Linked DNA regions of Danio rerio: region 2 is linked to region 1. Evidence: chromatin contacts called from public Hi-C data. All regions are on one chromosome and are shown on one strand. Each heading gives the region's core, a stretch centred on a gene start, on an enhancer-like site or on the middle of the called end of the contact. The rest is flanking DNA. Distances are from core to core; before and after follow the strand shown. Region 1 has its middle 69 kb from the start of bcl9. Region 2 has its middle 33 kb from the start of morc3b.

Region 1 (3,049 bases), core at 158-2,657:
CTCTTTTCGCCCCATTCATATGCATGTGAATGCAGGAAATTAGACACACAAGCTAGTGCAACGAATTTCGCATGCTGCAGCATTTGAAATTTCAAGTTTGGTAAATTATCCTGTGATTTTGCATTACATGAATACGTGAGATTAATTGAAGTTTAAAATGTGAACTCTCTGTGCAGTAATATAAAATATGGAGCATTCACTTGCTTTATCAGTGTCACATAATCTTGTTTTATCCTGGACTGGACAGCCCAATCACCAGACATGAACATTATTGAGCATATCTGGGGTAAGATGCAGGAGAAGGCATTAAAGATGACTCCAAAGAATCTTAATTGACTCTGGGAGTCCTTCAAGAACGCTTTCTTTGCCATTTCAGATGACTTTATTAATAAGTTATTTGAGTCATTGCAGAGATGTATGGATGCAGTCCTCCAAGCTCATGGGAGTCATACACAATATTCATTATTTTTCCATTGCACTGTGACTTCATATTCTACACTGTATATTACTTCTGTTAAGTGACAACACTTTTGCAAAGTCAGACCTTACTGTCCTAATTAAAAAAATAAAATTAAAGCTTGATCATATTTTATTTTGGTCAAATAAGTGTAATTTAAAGGTCTTTGCCTTTCACATAAGTCACTCCTGATACCAAATGATCAACTAGAAGTCAAACTATTTGTTGTTCCTAAAACTTGGATGGACGACAAGACTTTTGTCAGGTAGTGTATGTGAATCAAAAATAATAAAACGTTACATGTGTTCAAGCAAACAATAGCAAAATGTAAAAATAACCCCCCCAAAAGCAGTTGTAAGCATAAAACGATTCATGAAATTGATAGTCTATAGTCATTCTTCAATCAGTTTCTTTTAACCATTTCTTTTAACCCTATATTTTCCCTCTGGTTTTGCTTTTGCGTCATTCCTCCGGGGTCAAATATCAACTACAACTGCTTCAGCTGCATAAAAACCCATAAAGGTGTTTTGAAACGAACAATTACCATGTCATCAGCGTGCCACTTAATACCAAACAATTTAATCAAGCACCATAATTTATTCGCTAATAGCATATCAAAGCTCGGAATTAAACAGCGAGTTATCAGAATGAATTTCTGTCTAATTGTTGTTTACAAAATTAAATAACGCCTTTGCTTAACTAGTTTTTTTTTTTTTTTTACTGTGTACTAATTAGGCAAGAAGTGAAATGCTCGAGTGATCATGTGTGAAACACAAACTTTTCTTTTAATTATTATTCAGTTCTGCCAGCGTGAGAGAGCTGTGATCTCTCTTCAACTTTTGGCTGAAGTCTGAAGGAAAGATTTTTTTGGCCGCAGTCATATCCGTCTCGACAGGACAGAAGATCTTTCGACTCTGCGCAAACGTCACAGCAAAACAAACTTCCTTTGCTAGGCCCACGCTCCTCCTTTTTAATTTATTTCTACAATTTTGGCAGCGTGCATAGCTTAGTTGCTTCATCCATCCTCGCCCGTCCTTCTCTCTCTCTCTCTGCGTTTCGTGAATGTTTATTTCCTTCTTGCCACTCTACCCTCCTTCTCCCTTCAACCTTCATCTCATTCGTCTCTGTGTTGCGCACTCTGTCACTGTAATAGGAAACATTTCTCTCTTTCCCTGGTAAACACCCACAGTTTTATGCAGAGAATCAAGAGCAAAAATGCCTCATGTGCTTGGTATAAGTAACACTTTTCGAGGATGTAGTGATTAGCTTAATGTCCACACTGAAAAAAATAATTCTTTCATAACATTTTTGTCTTGTTTCTAGTCCAAATATCTACAAATTCTTAAATCAAGAAGCATTTTGTTAGAAAAGTAAAAGTCTATTTGATTTTATAAATATTATGTCAAAATTACACAAGTTTTTCCTTAAAAAAAAGCTAAATAATCTGCCAATATGGTATTTGCTTACCTATTTGGCAGATTATTTAGCTTCTTTTAAAGAAAAACTTGCTTAATTTTGACATAATATTTCTAAAAGCGATGACATTTTTTGGACCTTTCTTGAAAATGTTACTAGGTTTAGGAAGTTTTAGATATTTGGACTAGAAATAACAAAAACTTAAGTAAGAAAAGCGTTTTTTCCTGTGAAACCTCATTTTGCAAGTGATTCAGGTTTGAATCTGGCAAGTTCGTTCACAGGTCAATCTTTATAAATTTTTCTTTTGTGGATTTAAAGAGTTTCATGTCTAAACATTGTAGCATTTTAAGGAATATTGACATCCACATAGAAACGGAAAAACTGGCTTAAAACTAGGGTTGGGTATCGTTTGGGGTTATTTCGATAATAGTGCTAAATCGATACTTTTAAAATGGTACCAGTGCCAAAACGATGCCTGAACCGATACTTTTAAGGCACAAAACTGTTAAAATAATTATAAAAAATATTTTAATGATTACAATAAAACAATATAAATATATATTTATAAGTTTAAACTACACATCAATTCATATTTTATATATATGAATTGCATTAAAATGTTATTTTGATAATTTGTTTTTAGCCTGAATGCACAATTTGTATTATACAATTAACATTACATTGGTTTACTGCTAACCTGTGGAAAGGCTGTCAGCGAAACAGTGAACTCCTTTTTTCTAGGGTTGGGGTTTGTGACTATGTTTACATGGACATCAGTGATCTAATGATTTGCCTTAATCTAAATAGGACAATAATATGATTAAGGTGTTTAAATGAGTTACTTTTCAAATGTTTCCTTTCATGATTACGTGTTACATGTTATAGCACATAGATCCATTACTCTCATTGCATCTCCAGGCTCTCCCCCGTTTCCTTCGCAGATTAATGTAATTATAATTTTGAAAATTTTCAAATTTAACTGCAGTTCGGTAGTTTCACTTTCATTCAGGAACATTTCATTCATGGTAGACTCTTAATCAGAGTATTGTCTTAATTATATTAAAATCAGAGTATTGGTGTCTATCAAATATTTGACCCGTTCATTTCTTGAGTCGTCGGCTTTGAGTCATCTTTTTACTTGCGGCCACCTGATGAACGAATGACTCAAAAACCTAA
Region 2 (2,992 bases), core at 149-2,648, 110 kb after region 1:
TCTCCCTGCCTTCACGTGGGTTTCCTCCGGGTGCTCTGGTTTACCCCACAGTCCAACGACATGCGGTACAGGTGAATTGGGTAGGCTAAAGTGTCCGTAGTGCATGAGTGTATGTGTGTGGATGTTTCCCAGAGATGGGTTGTAGCTGGACGGCCATTCGCTGCGTTAAAACGTGCTGGATAAGTTGGCAGTTCATTCCGCTGTGGCGACCCCGGATCAATAAAGGGACTAAGCCGACAAGAAAATGAATGAATGAATTTTCCAATTCACCTATGTGTTTGGATAGTGGGGGAGACCAAAACACCCAGAGGAAACTCATGCCAACATGAGGAGAACATGCAAACTTCACACCGAAATGCCACCTGACCCAGCCGGGACTTAAACCAGCAACCTTCTTGCTTTGAGGCAACAGCACTACCCACTGCACCACTACACAGCGACTATAATGTTATTTTAATAAATACAGCCGTTTTATAAACCTGTTTTATAAATATATATATATATATATATATATATATATATATATATATATATATATATATATATATATATATATATATATATATATATATATATATTAGGCATGGGACGATAATCAATTTCAAGGTTTACCGCGGTTTGAAAAAGTAAAGGTTTAAAAACCATTAAAATGTTCTGCTATACCGTTCTTAAGATATAGACCATTTCAATGTGCTGATGTCATTGGCACTTGAACATTTCCTGCTTGTTGTCAAACTATTTCATAACTATAACAAGAGGCAATTCAATCATGACTTAATATTAAAATTTCGGTGTGGAGTTTGCATGTTCTCTCCCGGTGTTGGTGTGGGTTTCCTCTGGGTGATCCGGTTTCCCCCACAGTCCAAAGACTTGTGATATAGATGAATTGAAAAAGCTAAATTGGCCCAAGTGTATGTGTGTGCATGCGAGAGTGTATGGATGTTTACCAGTACTGGGTTGTGGCTGGAAGGGCATCCGCTGCGTAAAACATATGCCGGAATAGTTGGCAGTTCTTTACGCTGTGGCGACCCCTGATAAATAAAGGGACTAAGCCAAAGGTAAATGAATGGATGAAAATGTTCATGCTTTATTCTCACTATGAAAAATAAAATAAAATTAAATTAAATTAAATTAAATTAAATAAAACAAAATAAAATAAAATAAAATAAAATAAAATAAAATAAAATTAAATAAAATTAAATTAAATTAAATTAAATTAAATTAAATTAAATTAAATTAAATAAAAGGCTTTTCATCATATCTTTATCTCATCTCTCTCTCTAGAGTCAACCCCTCGACTCTTAATGGTGTTTCTAGAGAGACACAAGCAGATGAGCAACACTGAGCCGCATTGAGACAGCAGGCAAATATGCGTCTCTTTTGTGTCCTCATTACGACTTCAGACCGAATTCAATCACGATCTCAATCCCCAGTGACGCTGCCATTGCTTAAGGGGACCGGGACTCTCCCAAATGCTACATATGCATTATTTAAACATTATATTTAGGCTACATACGTGTAATCACTTTATTAAATCTACAGGAAAGCGCGATGGATTTGAAATGAACGCTTTACTGAAAAGAGCCGTCTATCGCTATCATCAGTATACAGATGCAGTCTGTAATGCCTTAATTATTTAATAACTGCACACTGATTCCTAATGCCCTGCTGCTTTTTAGTTGCTTTGGTAAAAGGAATAGCAACAGACATGACCTTAGTGTAAATAATTGATGCGTTCTTGTGTTTTCCGGAGAGATCGCGCATATTCTTGAGCTTTTGTGTGAAATATATAGGATGAGATTGTGTTTGCAGGATGTTTTGGAGACTGAGCGTCCCCTTGTGGACATTTGAGGGAATGCTTTTGAGCAGATCAATAACACATCAACAAATTTTGAGGTCAAAATTTTATCAAATATTTGCCAATGTCGACACAAGCCTCTCAGTACTTTCTGATGAAAAAATAAAGTTGCTTTAACGTAGCTAACTCGCTATAGTTTTTTCTTTAATGCTCATCAATTTCACAAATAATACCTGAAGTTCCTCATCGTCATAATTGTCTAAGGTTTCTGTAAATTAATGAAGCCATAAATTAAAAAGTCATTAATTATATATATATATATATATATATATATATATATATATATATATATATATATATATATATATATATATATATATATATATATATATATATATATATATAGTTGAAGTCAGAATTATTAGCCCCCCTGATTTTTTTCCCCAATTTCTGTTTAACGGACTGAAGATTTCTTCAACACATTTCTAAACATAATAGTTTTATTTTTCCTATTAAAAATATGAATTTAAGTGATAGGGGTGTACTTATATATGCTGAGCACTGTATATAAAATATATGTCCCCAACTCCTGTGTGTAATTTTACTTTTATAGTGACGAATAAGTTCTGTTCATTGCCTCTAAAGTGAAATAACTGAATATAAATATAGAAGGCTGAGAAAAATGCTCATTTTAGGAGAATATTTTAGATGGCCTTTAGAGGTTTTTTCATCTTAACCCTTGATATAAAATGTATGTGCTATATGTACGTTGTTGACTGTTTTAAATATAAATAAGAAATAAAAATATGTACTCTATATATACACACACACATATATATATATATATATATATATATATATATATATATATATATATATATATATATATATATATATATATATATATATATATATATATATATATATATATATACGAGCACTACCTACTCTTAGTCATGATGACTAAATAATATTTGGCTAGATATTTTTCAAGACACTTCTATACAGCTTAAAGTGACATTTAAAGGCTTAACTAGGTTAATTAGGTTAACATGGCAAATGTTTTATACTTATGATTTTTTTTATGCAATATTTCCCAAATTTTAAAATACTATCACACTTATAATAATACCTACAATAATAACACCTGCAGAGCAGCAGTAGACTCAAACATTTGAAACTGCCATTGTCTTG

The links. A called contact is a pair of places that touch in the nucleus more often than the background predicts.
Region 2: a contact with region 1 is called in a Hi-C map of an unstated tissue, with 2.5 times the contacts expected there. The contact joins two enhancer-like sites. A contact is called at or near these places in 3 of 18 Hi-C or Micro-C datasets (caudal fin, skeletal muscle and an unstated tissue) and 2 of 4 datasets of contacts at active chromatin or transcription factors (embryo and gastrula embryo).

The regions. Positions count from the first base shown.
Region 1 is chr1:50,628,594-50,631,642 of GRCz12tu, reverse strand. It overlaps a transcript of bcl9 not described here. Among named protein-coding and RNA genes, the nearest start is that of bcl9, 69 kb to the left of the region's middle. Within about 2 kb of position 1,407, at least 12 of the 62 cell types and tissues checked have an H3K27ac peak or open chromatin away from gene starts, as enhancers often do.
Region 2 is chr1:50,517,552-50,520,543 of GRCz12tu, reverse strand. No RefSeq gene overlaps it. Among named protein-coding and RNA genes, the nearest start is that of morc3b, 33 kb to the right of the region's middle. Within about 2 kb of position 1,398, at least 11 of the 62 cell types and tissues checked have an H3K27ac peak or open chromatin away from gene starts, as enhancers often do.